Regions from separate parts of the Capra hircus genome. Here region 1 is linked to region 2. Evidence: chromatin contacts called from public Hi-C data. All regions are on one chromosome and are shown on one strand. The core of a region is the stretch at or near the end of the contact, and the rest is flanking DNA. Distances in the headings are between cores, read along the strand shown.

Region 1 (6,301 bases), core at 408-2,907, 240 kb before region 2:
CCACGGAACCCACATGCCAGACCCACAGAGACAAAGCTGTGAGCACGCACGGGGCACTGCGCTGCCCAGGATGCAGGCGGTATGGCGGTTTCCTGTCCATCACTCAGTACGCATCGCCGCCCACAGGACAGCCAGCCTAAGGGAGGGGAGAGACACTGGGAAGGGGCACCCCGCACCTCCCCTGCAGAAGTGGGAGCCGCTAGCCCAGCTGCACAGGAAGATGGTTCCTACCTTTCAGGGTTTCCTGCAAGGTCTGTGTGAAGCTAGCCCAGCGATGGCTGTCACTGTGATTCTTGCTCAGGTTCTCACCCCCCGGGAGGGTCAGGGTCGCCAGGTGAAGGTTCACCAACGTCAAGTCATGACTTCCTACCTGGGCAAGATGAAGCAAAGCACCAGAGACAGGCTGAGATGCTCCTATTGCCTGCGCCCGTCACCTCCAGCCCCCAAGCAGCTTCGCAAGCGACACTGACGGCGGTAAATGTACACACGGCAGCTCACACTGGAGGAAGCGGAGGCAGCTGTAGCAAGAGCTTCCTGAGGCCCTTGCAGGACCAAGACCTCTCTTGTCCTGTCACGGGGACCCCTACACTGCACCCCTTTACTCCTCCTTAGGGTCTGGAAAATCAGGCACATCTAGAAATGCCAATTTTTTGTTGCTTTTTTTCCCCTTCTGAGCATCTATGGAGGAGGAAGAGGTGACAACCAGCTACCAGCTGGTTGTTAATGAAGACCTGGGGCTCTCCCCACAGGGCCAGCCTGTCACCTCCAACCCCCCGCCAGGATTTGCAGCTGGGCCCTGCCTCCTTCCCCACCTCCCCACATCCCACCCACCGCTATGTGCTCCCTTTCCCCCTAGAAATCACGGTGCCTGATGCTCAGTGATTTCAAACATTAAGAATGAAAGCTGGCTGAGCCCTGATAACACAGGCTATGCCCCCTCCTGCATCCCCAGTGCAGCGGCAGAATCGTGACGTCAGAGTCAGTCTCCTGGGCCCCAAAGCAGTGCTCAGCTGCTCTGAGTCTGGCAACCCCACCCTTCTGTTATGGCAACAAACACTAACCACTGCCAGGAAGCAGGGGTGTGCAGAGGGCATCCCCAAGTGGGCGCTGCCAGTTTCGTCTTACAGAGACGCCCAGTTTGCCATCACCACCACCCAGCCAGGAGAGCTCTCTGCAGCCGTGGCTCTGACCTCAAGGGAGACACCTTCAGGCCGTGGGCAAGGAAACCCTGCCTGGGGAGAGAAGCCACATCTCTGTCCCCACAGTTTGCCTGGCCTAGGATGTGACACGAAGCACAGGAGCCTCACACCTGTGCAGGGGGTCACTTCATTCAGAGGATTTGAGCCAATAATTCACAATCTGAGAGCAATTCTTAATGATCTTTAAAGCCAGCCCACCTCTTTGAGACACAAGCTGGTTCTGCCTATTGCCTTTCTTGGCCAAAGCCAGTGCAGCCACTTTCCATAGAAAAGGGACCTGGGGAGGAGGGTTCAGGGGTGATCGCTGGCTGACTGATACACCAGTATCAGAAGCACAACCCACAGACACCCCGGGTTGTGTGCATACGCATGGAATCCCAGCATCTCTGCAGCTTTGCAAGTGAGGAGGCGGGAAGTGTGGGCTAGATCCCTGACCACAGTCAGCACAGCCGCCAGCTCACGGGCAGCCCCAGCCCGGAGCTGCCAGAGAGAAACCGTGCTGAGGTCTGCGGCAACTCTCTGGCTCCAGAACTGCTCTGGAGCATATAGAAGGGGGTGTCCCAGATGCCCAGCAGCTAGTTTGCTGGGCTCTGTGATAAGGGACCACTCTCGCCCGACCCTGTGTCTTCTGACGAGTAAGGCCAACTGCTGACTTGGTGACCTGTTTTGGCTGCTGCCTTTTCCTCCTTCCTGACGCCCAGTTTCTGACTGTTTGCTGTGCATAAATACTTCCCAGGGCATCCAGGGGAATCGGAGAGACCCAGGTCGGTCTGCCTGCTGCTCCCAACTCTGGAGAGAGAGGGATTGTCTGGAAGTGTCAGTGGCCCCATCACCCAGAAGGTCCTTCTGAGGCCCTTCCAAGTCCCAGTGACCCCTGGAGGGCTCTCCCTCTCCCTAGTAAGAGAAGGGTGTCCTCAGAGCAGTTCAGCTGCCCTCTAATCCAGAGATTCTCAAACGACCGGCTTCCTTACCCAGCGCTGAGAACACTGATGAAGCGCAGGAGGTGCTTCTGGAAATCAGACATTGTGTGTGTGGGGGGGGCAGGGTCCAGGAAACCCTGATTTTAAGAAAATCTCTCCAGGTGATTCTGCTGCTTATCAGGTTTGGGAAACAGCCATTTGACCTCCTTCTTGCCCAGAAGTCAAAGTTACCAGAGCTACGATCTCCCCCAAATTCCTCTCCTTCCTGCTCTGGACAAGTTCCCCAGCTGAGGGAACCCGGAGTGTGTGTGCTGACCCAGCCCCGAGAGAGAATAAAACCAAGGCAAAAAGGTGAGCTCCTCTGGCTCACAGTTCAAAGTGGGCTTTTCTCCTTTTCAGAAGGAGTGGCCCCGCAGGGCAATAGGGGCGATACCTTGAACCTTGCGAGGTACGGGCTGGGGCCCACCGGCTTCCCATGCCCGTTGCCGGGCGAGCTCTCCTGCCAGGCGGCATCTCTCAGCTCCACCCCGGCCGCCGAGTCCCACAGGAACCCCGCAAACCCGGCACCCTGTGGGAGAAGACGAGGTGTTAGTGTGCGGAGAGGTCTGTCTGGTGGGGTGCTCAGCCTCAAGCTGGGGAGCGAACTCTACACTGGGTCTGGGGGTGACCTGCCCAGGGGCTGTTCCTGAGACAAAAGCATATCCCCAAACCACAGCATGTTCCTCCTAGTCCCCACAACAAATTTCCCAGACCAGTAATTTCAGAGAGGTTCACACAGCTGGGGTGCCTGGGCTCTTCTTTGGCAGGGGCACATTGTGGGGGAGATCCCAGACTAGGCAAAGAATTATCTTTTTAATTATCACATCCCATAGGATGGCCACTCACGTGCCCACCTGTCATGTAAAGACTCAGCTGCTCAGAGAGGTTAAGTAACTTCCCTGAAACCCCACAGTTGGTAAATGGCAATGCTGAGGATCAAATACAAAACTCCAAGAGGTGGCTTTGGTTACTGAGCAGCTTCCAGCTCAGTACTGCCTGCCACCTCATGGGTACCCTGCCGGGCACTGGCCCATGTCTGCTAAACAAGCATTCAACGCACAGTATCCTTCAAAATTCTATAGCCACTCTGAGTTGAGGGAGGAGCTGTTGATCCCATTTTACAGATGAAGGGGTTGAGGCTGAGAGATCTGAGAGGCAGCCACACATTGTTACCCAGTGGCCTTGACACCCAACCTGGAGCAGGGCTACCTGACTTGAAAATCTCCATCAGGCTCTGTCAGGCTCAGTCAAGGTCCTGGGCTTGCAAAGAGTGAAAAGAAGCCAGGCTTCTGGGTCTAGTTTTCTCACCATGAACATCTAGTATATAGCATGGTGCCTGACAAACAGTAACTTTTCTAATGATTTGCTGAACAGATAAATAGTGCTAAATGGACTGTAAGAGTCCTGTGAACCTATATATATGTGTGTAAAGTGCCTTTTAAAAAAAGGTGTGAAAGTGTTAGTCGCTCAGTTGTGTTTGACTCTTTTTGACCCCAAGGACTATAGCTCACCAGGCTCCTCTGTCCATGGAATTCTCCTGGCAAGAATACTGGAGTGGGTAGCCACGTCCTTCTCCAGGGGATCTTCCCAACCCAGGGACTGAACCTGGGTCTCCCACATTGTAGGCAGATTCTTTACCATCTGACCCATTCAAAATATTTTAAAATTATTTTATAGGTTTATTTATGGCTATGCTGGGTCTTCATTGCTACACCAGCTTTTCTCTAGTTGTGGCAAGTGGGGGCTACTCTCTAGCTACAGTGCGTGGATTTCCCATTGCGGTGGCCTCTCTTGTTGCAGAGCAAGGGCTCCAGAGGCCTTCAACAGTTGCTGCATGTGGGTTCAGTAGCTGTGGTTTCTGGGCTCTAGAGCACAGACTCAGTAGTCATGGTGTGGGCTTAGTTGCTCCGCGACATGCGGGATCTTATCAGACCAGGGATGGCACCCCGTCTCCTGCATTGGCAGGCAGATTCGTTATCAGTGAGCCATCAGGGAAACCCCAACTCTGTTTTTTATTTTTATTTTACTTTTGGCTGCACCATGCAGCCTGTGGGAAAATAGTTCTCCGACCAGGATTGAATCCGGGCTCCTGGCAGGGAGAGTGTAGAGTTCTAACCACTGGACCACTAGGGAAGTCCCCTATTAGTATTATTTCTATGTGGACTGAGAAGGAACAGTCATGGGCTGGAGTGGTAAAGACCAGATACCTTCCCATTATCCTGTATTTCCAGCCTCCTGGCTACCACCTGCAGTAATCACTTACACCCCAAACCCAGAGAAATAAGATTTACAGCACACTTTAAAGTAGGAGCTAAAAAGAAAGCTTATTGTCAATAAGTGACTGGATACTTTTAATCCAGTAAATGTTACAATTTAAAAGTCCCAGATCTCCATATCACTCAGATAAGTATTTATATCATGTGTGTTTATAATGGTATACTGGAGATACAAACGGGCTTCCCACATGGCTCAGTGGTAAAGAATCCGCCTCCCAATGCAAAGCCACAGGAGACGTGGGTTTGATCCCTGGGTTGGGAAGATCCCTTGGAGAAGGGAATGGCAACCCACTCCAGTATTCTTGCCAGGAAGATCCCATGGACAGAGGAGCCTGGTGGGCTATAGTCCAAGGGTCACGAAGAGTCAGACACAATTGACATGAACACAGCACCAACACCTAGTGATAAAAATGTAACATCTGCATTTATAGGAAAATTTTGTAATCCACTCATAATTAACTATCAGGAGCCTATTTAAAAAAATCTAAAACTCTACTGATGTTGAATATTTTAAGTGAGTAAAAACTGGTCTTGAATATGATGTGTGGGAGTGAAAATAAATACATAGAGAGACTTACCTAAACCCACATGGGCAATACTAATGAGAGAAAATTCAAAATTAAAATCTGCTGAAAGTTTCCACAGATCATTTCCATGTGTACAATTCTTACCACTAAAGCAAATATTTCATGTATGAATTAAGTGAATCTGAAGTTCTCAGTCAATGGACAATGGGCTGTCTACAAACTTGGCAGAGGCTGGAACCGTGGAGAAGGGATTAGAAGGACAAAGGACAGAAATACCCCATTTGCTGCCTTGGCTCCAGACAGGATTTCTCCTCTCCTCCCAACACCCCAGCTCCCATTTCCGTCTGGGCAGCAGGCCATTCCTGATCCAAACAGGAAATAAGAACCAGGGCATTTTGAAACAAATGGCAAAGAGCTAAAAAATGGGCAGAAATACAACATTACATCAAGGATGTTGGCAAAGGAAAGATTTTAAACGTCTGTGATTGGAAAAAAGAAAATGGAAAGAAAATCCCCGTTCTGCAGATGAGGGTACCTTTTGGAGCTGAGTCGAGGGCGTCTCTGAAACAACGGCCTTCCAGCATCCCCGGGGCCCTTTCCACTTGCGGATGTTGGGCAGGATTGGCTGGTTTAGCTCCACACAGAACTGTAAAGACAAAGAACACATCGGTGTGAGTTCCCGCCTAAAGCAGTTCCTACTGCAGGCAGTCTGCGGAGACAGAAAGTGCAGGATCCTGACTCCTCAGCTTGATTCAGACACTTGTCAGACCTCATCCTTGTGTCCTCCGAAGCCAGGGTTTAGGAAGACCAGGATGACAAAACAAGCCTCGAAAATTAAAAAGCAAACTGTCCACCAGTGAAATATACAATTATCACCTGGAGAATTTTAGCTTAGAGCAAACCATTCTCTTTGTAGCAATCCACCACAAATAGTTCAAAAGCAGTTGTCAGAATCTTTTTAATCCTTGAAACATCAGTGGTTAAGGTCCCAGGAGAGTCTAGATCAGTATCAAATGCAGAGGGAAGAACATGGATACATGGTACTTTCCCACCACCGTTAGAGGCACAAAAACAGACCCCCAGAAGGTAGTCAATAATTGTGAAATAATTTTGAATAGAGACAGGTGGTCACTAGACTTAATGTCGCAGTCATTTCATAACGTATAAAATTACCGGATCACTACGTTGTACATCTGAGACTAATACAATATTGTGAATCAATTATACTTCATTTAAAAAAAAAAAGTACCCACTGACCCTCCCTTCACCAGGCACCACCATATTGTTCACCTTGGTTTTCCTCTGAGAAGAAAGACCTCTCATGGGTGGTTACTATGCCT
Region 2 (6,866 bases), core at 1,773-4,272:
TCATGATTGAAGTTTAATCATTTATTCCAGGAAGAGGCTGGGACCTCTGAGGGGGCACAGGCACTCGGTTCCTAACAGACCTCCCTGCATGAAGCCGTGTATCATTAGCATTGGTCTATGTCACCAGCGCTATAGGCAAATCCCATCTCCCCAACTAAGACAATCCAGAGACAACTCCCATCACTTCAGGGTCAGCAGACAGGTGTTGCCTGTCTCAGTTTGGGTTCTTCTATAAAATACAAAAAGCCTGACAGGCTTTGGTCTACAGAAGGAGAGTTTTCCCCATGGGGTATGTTAACAGTCTATGCTTTAAGTAGACCAGTTCACTTTTAATGTCAATCCTGAAAGAAATTAAATGGGAAGTTCCTGTTAGACATAGTGTTTATTGAAACCCAGGAAACTGATGGGTGAGCCCGCATGAATTCACCCAGGTGTCAGGGTCTGAGTGAGTCAACGCCGGACACTTAACATGAATGGAAGGGCAGACACAGGTCTGGAAAGCTCCCTGTGTGCCGAGCAGATGCCCTGAAGCCTCATGGCATTGTCTGTAGGCTGACGGCATCTGTGGCAGGACCCCCAGGGCTCAAGCCCGTCGTTTCTGCCTGCCTCTCGCCCTGTCGGATGGCCCCTGCAGAGCTGCCCCAGCCACCCTCCCAGCCGCACGGCCCAGGCATCGCTGCCAGTGGAGGAGGCCCTCTGTGCGTGTGTCTTCTTTCCCTGTGGATTCCCTCTGTCCCCACACGCACCTCCCTTATCACTGTGAGACAGACCCTTGAATGGATGACACGTGCGGTGCCATTGTGTGGTCACACTTATTTTAGTTAATAGGAATAGTAGTGGGCTTGAGACCCTTCTTACGTTTCTCCCTCTGCCTTGTATTGTTGCTGTGTATGTATGGTTTGTTGTTCCTCAGGCCTCTATCAGTTTGATGCCAAGAAAACCAAAACTACCAGATGAAAAATACACTTTTCATCAGTTCTGTCTGGTGCTGACTTGCTGAGATTCCAAGACCCAAGCAAATGTTATCCATTTTAGCTTTGGATTTCACTCACAAGGAATTAATCTCAAGAGGTAAATAATATCAGATTTCCCCTCACCTAATTTACTGTAAACCACCCTCTAAGACTGGAAGACATTTAAAGTCAGGTTTCTCCTTTGGGTCCCACAAAGACTCTGAGTGGAGCTGGGGGTGTTACATAGCCCCAGAGGTCCCCTAGGGGTCCAGGTCAGGGCAGCTCCCACCTCTGGGCAGTGCTGTTGTCTCACCCCACAGCACATCCACTGGCCTTCTGTCTTCCTCTGGTAGGACCCTGAAAGGAAGGGGTCCCCAGGGCAACCCCATGATCTCTCTGCTGGGCCTGCTCAGGGCTTCCCACAAGGGCCCACCATGCCCTGCACCCAGCTCCCCCTCACAGGTGAGCACAAGGTGCTTCTTCCCAGACCCTGAGAGATAGAAGGCAGACTCAAGCCACTGTTGCCTTTTCAAATCTCCAAATTACTTGCATTCTACCCCTTTGCACTGTGACAGGACATCAGCCTTAAAACCACAAATGTTTTCTGGATGTAAGGAGAGATCAAGATCTTAAGAACAGCAAAGTCTGGTTCTCTTCCTGGAAGGAGAAACATAGCTTTCATTTCTTCCTAATTAGTCATAAGCCCACCCTGTCCCCACCCGACAAAGATGAACAGAAATACTTAAACAAAATATCCACGAAACTAAACAACCAAATTTCTCAACCTCTCACTCTGAATCCTGCTACATTGATATTTACTGGACGCTTACTGCACTCTGGATGCTCTTCTGAGAGAAGCAAGCTCATTTAATCTGCTCAGCAACATAGCAAGAAAGAAATAACAGTCTCTGTTCTCCAAATGATGAATAAGACTTAAAAAAAAAAAGTCAGGGAACTTGCTCAGGGTCAGGTAACAGAGTCAGGACTGGCACCTACCTGATGCTCACAGTTGAGATTTGTGTACATGCTTTGGGCTGAATGGACTTTTAAACTCTCTGCCTCTTAGAAAACTGCATACCAGCTGCTAAGCCTTCCTTTGTCTAATGGCAAGGATGACTTGCTGGACCGCTGTGCATTCTGCCTGCCCCGGCCCGGGCTCTGCCAGCTACAGAAATTCACCCCATCGTGTCTTGTGCTGCCCTAGCTTCACTGCCTTCCTGGGACGAGCTGGGTCAGGCTCTTTCACAAAAAGTTGATAAGAAGTTCAGCCACAAGGAAACTGACCTGACCTCTAACTCATTCTCCCTCTTCTCACTTTCAGGAGGATTGTTTACATCTGGGGAAAACAAGACAGCAAAAGGAAGATCTTGTAGTTGGATATCCAATAGTGGGTACCACAAACCCTCAAACACACATCCCAAAGAGAGGCTTCCACTTGCTGTGAGGTCTCCACCGGCCAAGTCTGACCTTGACTTTGTGGATTCTCCCTTCTTTTGAGGCCAAACAAGTCTGTTGCTCTGCCAGCCCACCCATGGCCCCTTAGCTATGTCAACTTGCAGAAGCAGGAAGCATCATTCATCTGCCGCATATTTCCAACTATGGGAAATTAATTCCAAAGGACAGACTCATGAACCTACTTATAAAGGAGGGACACTGGCACATTTCTTCACTGTAGGAACGCCCGTGACTGTGTGCCAGCTACCTTGAACATGAGGAAATCGTTTCTCATCAATTGCACCTTTTAGCACAACAGTTTCTTAAGCTGTGGGTGCAGAAGAGATTGTCCCAGTCTGACAGATGGAGAAACTGAGGCAAAGAGAGGACGAAGGGCTTGTTTCTCATCAGAGCTAGAAAGCAGAAACTGTTTCATTTTTTTTCCCTCAGATTAAGTTTTTCCACCTGCTACTATAAGGACCCTCACCAAGTTTATAACTCTTAAAAGCCTTTTATTTCTTAAAATCCAAAAATAATAATTAATAGCCCCAAGAACTTAGTGCCACTGCAGCTGCTGAGGCCAGGAACAACAGTTACTCGGTAGGAGCCTGATGCTGCAGCAGTGCTGCCCCCTGGTGCCTACTGGGAGTATTCCCAGGTTTCCCTAGGTGGGGATCCTGGCGCCTACTTGCTCCCCGCTCTATCTTCTCCAGAGAAGTGGGCAGGGCACTGGATGAGGGCAGATCATCCCCCATCCACACATCCATTCCTATAAATTCACCACTTGCTAGCCAATGTCAGCAGGCTTTTCAAGTGGCCAAAATAACCCTGTGAGGGCCCACTATGCGCTGCCACAACCCCAGAAGGAGCACATGAGTGTATGTCTAACTCCTTTTCCAGAGAGGTCCCCCATCCACCAAGAACATGGTAATGCCACTGGGGACGCCTAGTCCTGTGTCCACTCCGACCTGGCCAAGCTGATACTCCAAGTAGAGGTCAGTGTCTCCCCTTCCCCAGCCACCAGAAAGCTGATGTCCTGCTGTCCTGGACCACTACCCAAAACGGGCACCCCTAGGGTGATCACCCTACCCTGAGCCTAGCTTCTCCCTGGCCCAGTCCCATTCCTCCTAAGCATTTCCACTGGGCACTCGAGTTGCTCCACACCACATCACAAAGATAGCAAACTCCTCTGGTACAGGCTGAAGGTTCCTTCCACCTCCTGCTCTCCCAGCTCTTCTCAGATCTGGCCTCTTTGTGATGCTCAGGTCCCCATGAGAATAAGCAAGAGAAAGAAGACCCACCATCAGGCAGACTGGGCAGGGCCAAATCAAGATACGTAGAGGTTGTAAACCCTTAAAGCCTAATGCTCCCCCCTTCCCACTCATCTATCCAATTCAAAATAAAAAAAAATTAAAACTGTAAACAGTGCAACGAAATTTAGGATTCTGAAAAAAATCTTGGTTTCCCATGAAAAGTAATTTGATGGCTTTTTAAAAAATATCACTTCAAAATTTTCCCCTCCCCAACTTTTATAAGCAGAAGTTTGCCATGCCTGTTGGGCAGTGCACACAGGGTTGGGGAGGGAGGGAAGTGAGGCAGAGTGTGGAGTCTCTGAGGTAAGAACGGGAGTGGGTGGAGACAGTGCTGGGATGGGGAGAGGGACTTGAAATTTCAGAGGGGCAGGGCATGAGGAGGGAGCTGCAGGAGAGGGGAAGGGCCCTAGAGATGAGGTGGCTATGGTAGCCCCAGTCATGGGGCCTAAGGAGGACAGAGGGGTCTCTGGGAGGCCACCAAGGTCTCCTGCCCATTGTGCTTATCTGGGCTTTGAATGGGTTACACTGTGTTCAAGAACAGTCTTAGTCATTTTATGTCTTGGGGTAACTTGGAGCCAGTATGCTAAAGGTCCAGGTCGAGGTCAGTCCCCCTGGAAATCAAAGGGAGAAGAATGAAGTGGTGATGACTCACCAACTGGTGCTCCCAGGGAGATGAGATGCAAGGCTGCGGAAGGCACCTGATCATGGCTGCTGGCTGCTTAGAGACAGGCAGTCTATTGTAATCTTGCGTGCTTTGCAGTCAGTTCAAACCCTAGCCCTTCCATTTACATGACTCCAGACTCCAGTTAAGTTAACCTGAATGCTCCTGCTTCAAGCTGGTAGAATAGTAGAGAGGTAAATCCAATGTTTTTTTCTCTTACCTAGCTTTTAAATTATAAAATACATATTTGTATATAATTAAAACTTCCATTGAAACCATTTTTAAGTGTACAATTCAGTAACATGAATTACACTGACAATGTGCAGCCATCACTACCATTTTCAAAAAATTTCCATACTCCAAACCAAAACTCTGCACTCATTAAACAGTAACTCCCATATCCCCTCCCCCAAGTGCCCAATAACGTCTGGCCTTCCTATCCTTATACTTTGCCTGTTCTAGATATTTCATATAAATGGAATTACAATTGTCTTATTGTGTTTGGTGTCTTTTTTTTTTCATATAGCATGTTCATCCATATTGTAGCCTGTGTCAGAATTTCCTTCCTTTTCATGGTCGATGAATATAGTCCACTGTATGTGTTGATATACACCATGTTCTGTTTATCCTTACATCGTCCATGGACACTCAGGTTGCTTCCTTGTGGCTATTTGTGAATAATGCTGCTGTGAACACAAATGTTCACATCCCTGCTTTTACCTCCTCTGGATATATACCCAGAAGTGGAATTTCTGGGTCAAATGGTAATTCTATATTTAACATTTTAAGGAACCTTTTAAACCGTTCATGCTTTATGTTTGGTTGTAATATTTTGTTCAAGAGTCTGAGTTACTTTTGTAACATTCTTAAAACTCTTCCCATTAAATAAAAATAATAAAAGGTCTTGAAGTATTTCTGAAAACAATATAAAATCCAACAATTGAGTGGTGTGGAATTCAGGGGCTCCGGGCGCTCTGGAAAGCCACCTCCTGGCACAGGTCTCAGCGTGCATGGGCATACTGCCACGTTCTGTCCCCACAGTCCCCTATCCGCCACTGATGCTCGAATGGGAGAAAGAAGGCAGGGTCTGTGCCCACAGACCCTAGCCCCCAAGAGGGAAGAAGCTGCATCAACTCGGTGCTGCCTTGAGGAGCCAGGCCCTGTGCAGGTGTCTGCGGCCGCCAGGGGGCAGCAGGGAGCCTGCCTTCCACAGCACGGGCGAACCGTGCAGGGGCTACCACCTTCCACGGCTTTAATCTTCCAGGTGGCCGCGGGATTCCTGTGTTGGAAATCTTGCTGCAGGGTGGGAAAAATCGTGGCTGGCCGGGGCTCAGAGATCGGATGGAGAGAATGAGAATGAATGAATGAGTCCATCCCACGTGGCAGAGATAAGTGACACTTAGGTGTCAACCTGGCCACTTGATCCCATCCAAGCAGTGTACATAATATGAACACAAAAACATATATATTTGAAGATAAGGACACTCAAGCAGGTCCATGTAGCAAGGAACTGAGGCCTCCTGACATCAACTTGTCAATAACTTGACAAAGAGGATCTATGTTTTTAAGTTTGATTAAAAGCTCATTAAATTGTTTTAATTATTATTATGAGGATTTGTTTCTAGGAAATACACACCGAACAACTTAACACAAAGGGCACAGGGCTGCAAATGATTCAAAAATGGTTCAGAAAAAAGTATTTTTTGCCAAAAATGAAAATCAGCAGGAAAAAATTCCTTGAAAATCTAGAAATGGGGAAGAATTATTTGAGGCTCTGCTGGAGGTACCAATAGGGAGCCAACCCTGTAAGCGGGGAGTGCTGAGATGTGGGCTTTGGGTGCATTCATGACGCAAGCAGGAGGGACCATTGTAAACCCTGGCCCACGGTGGGCAGCAAGGAAGGAGGGAGAGAGTTGAAGCCTCATGAGGGTCAAGGTTCAGGGGCTGCTTGGGTGTGGGTCAGGAGATTGTGGGCCAGGTGGAGCTCCCACAACAGCCAACACAGGCAAAGACCCAGAACTGGAGTGTGGGATATGCACGGGTTGACCACAAATGCCCAGGTTGGCTGAAGAATCTGTAACTCATTTACCCACAATCCCTAGGAGAAGTCTGTGGGGGAGCAGCAGTGCTGTGTGGCTCACAGTTATCTCTGTGACCACAGCTCCGCCACCCAGCCTATTGGGTCTGCTGTAGATCTTCCCTTTTTCACACTTCGAGGCACGGGGAGAACTCCTCCTCTCTTTTCTGATTCAAACTGTAAAGATGGAGTTAACTAAGGCCCTGGGTTGGGTCTATGGGGACATCTGATCTGAGTGGGGATGGGGCCAGTGGATAGAACATTTTACATGACAAATCACAGAAAATTTGACAGAGGCTCGTAAACCTAAAGGGACAGATTTGCTAGCTTTGTTCTTGACACGTAAGCCTACAGAAACTCCCATATGGGCAAGATGTGTACAGAAGTGTTCACAGCATTATTTGTAGAAGTGTTTATTAAAATATTTA

The links. Hi-C and Micro-C count contacts between places; a contact is called where the count stands out from the background.
Region 1: a contact with region 2 is called in a Hi-C map of blood, with 8 times the contacts expected there. The contact joins two enhancer-like sites. A contact is called at or near these places in 4 of 5 Hi-C or Micro-C datasets (blood and liver).

What each region holds. Positions count from the first base shown.
Region 1 is chr4:59,239,632-59,245,932 of ARS1.2, reverse strand. It overlaps EEPD1 (endonuclease/exonuclease/phosphatase family domain-containing protein 1), which reads right to left. Exons shown (of 8, transcript XM_018047149.1): 4 at 5,497-5,607; 5 at 2,553-2,687; 6 at 232-370. Among named protein-coding and RNA genes, the nearest start is that of KIAA0895, 100 kb to the left of the region's middle. Within about 2 kb of position 1,657, at least 1 of the 5 cell types and tissues checked has an H3K27ac peak or open chromatin away from gene starts, as enhancers often do.
Region 2 is chr4:59,002,622-59,009,487 of ARS1.2, reverse strand. No RefSeq gene overlaps it. Among named protein-coding and RNA genes, the nearest start is that of SEPT7, 110 kb to the right of the region's middle. Within about 2 kb of position 3,022, at least 1 of the 5 cell types and tissues checked has an H3K27ac peak or open chromatin away from gene starts, as enhancers often do.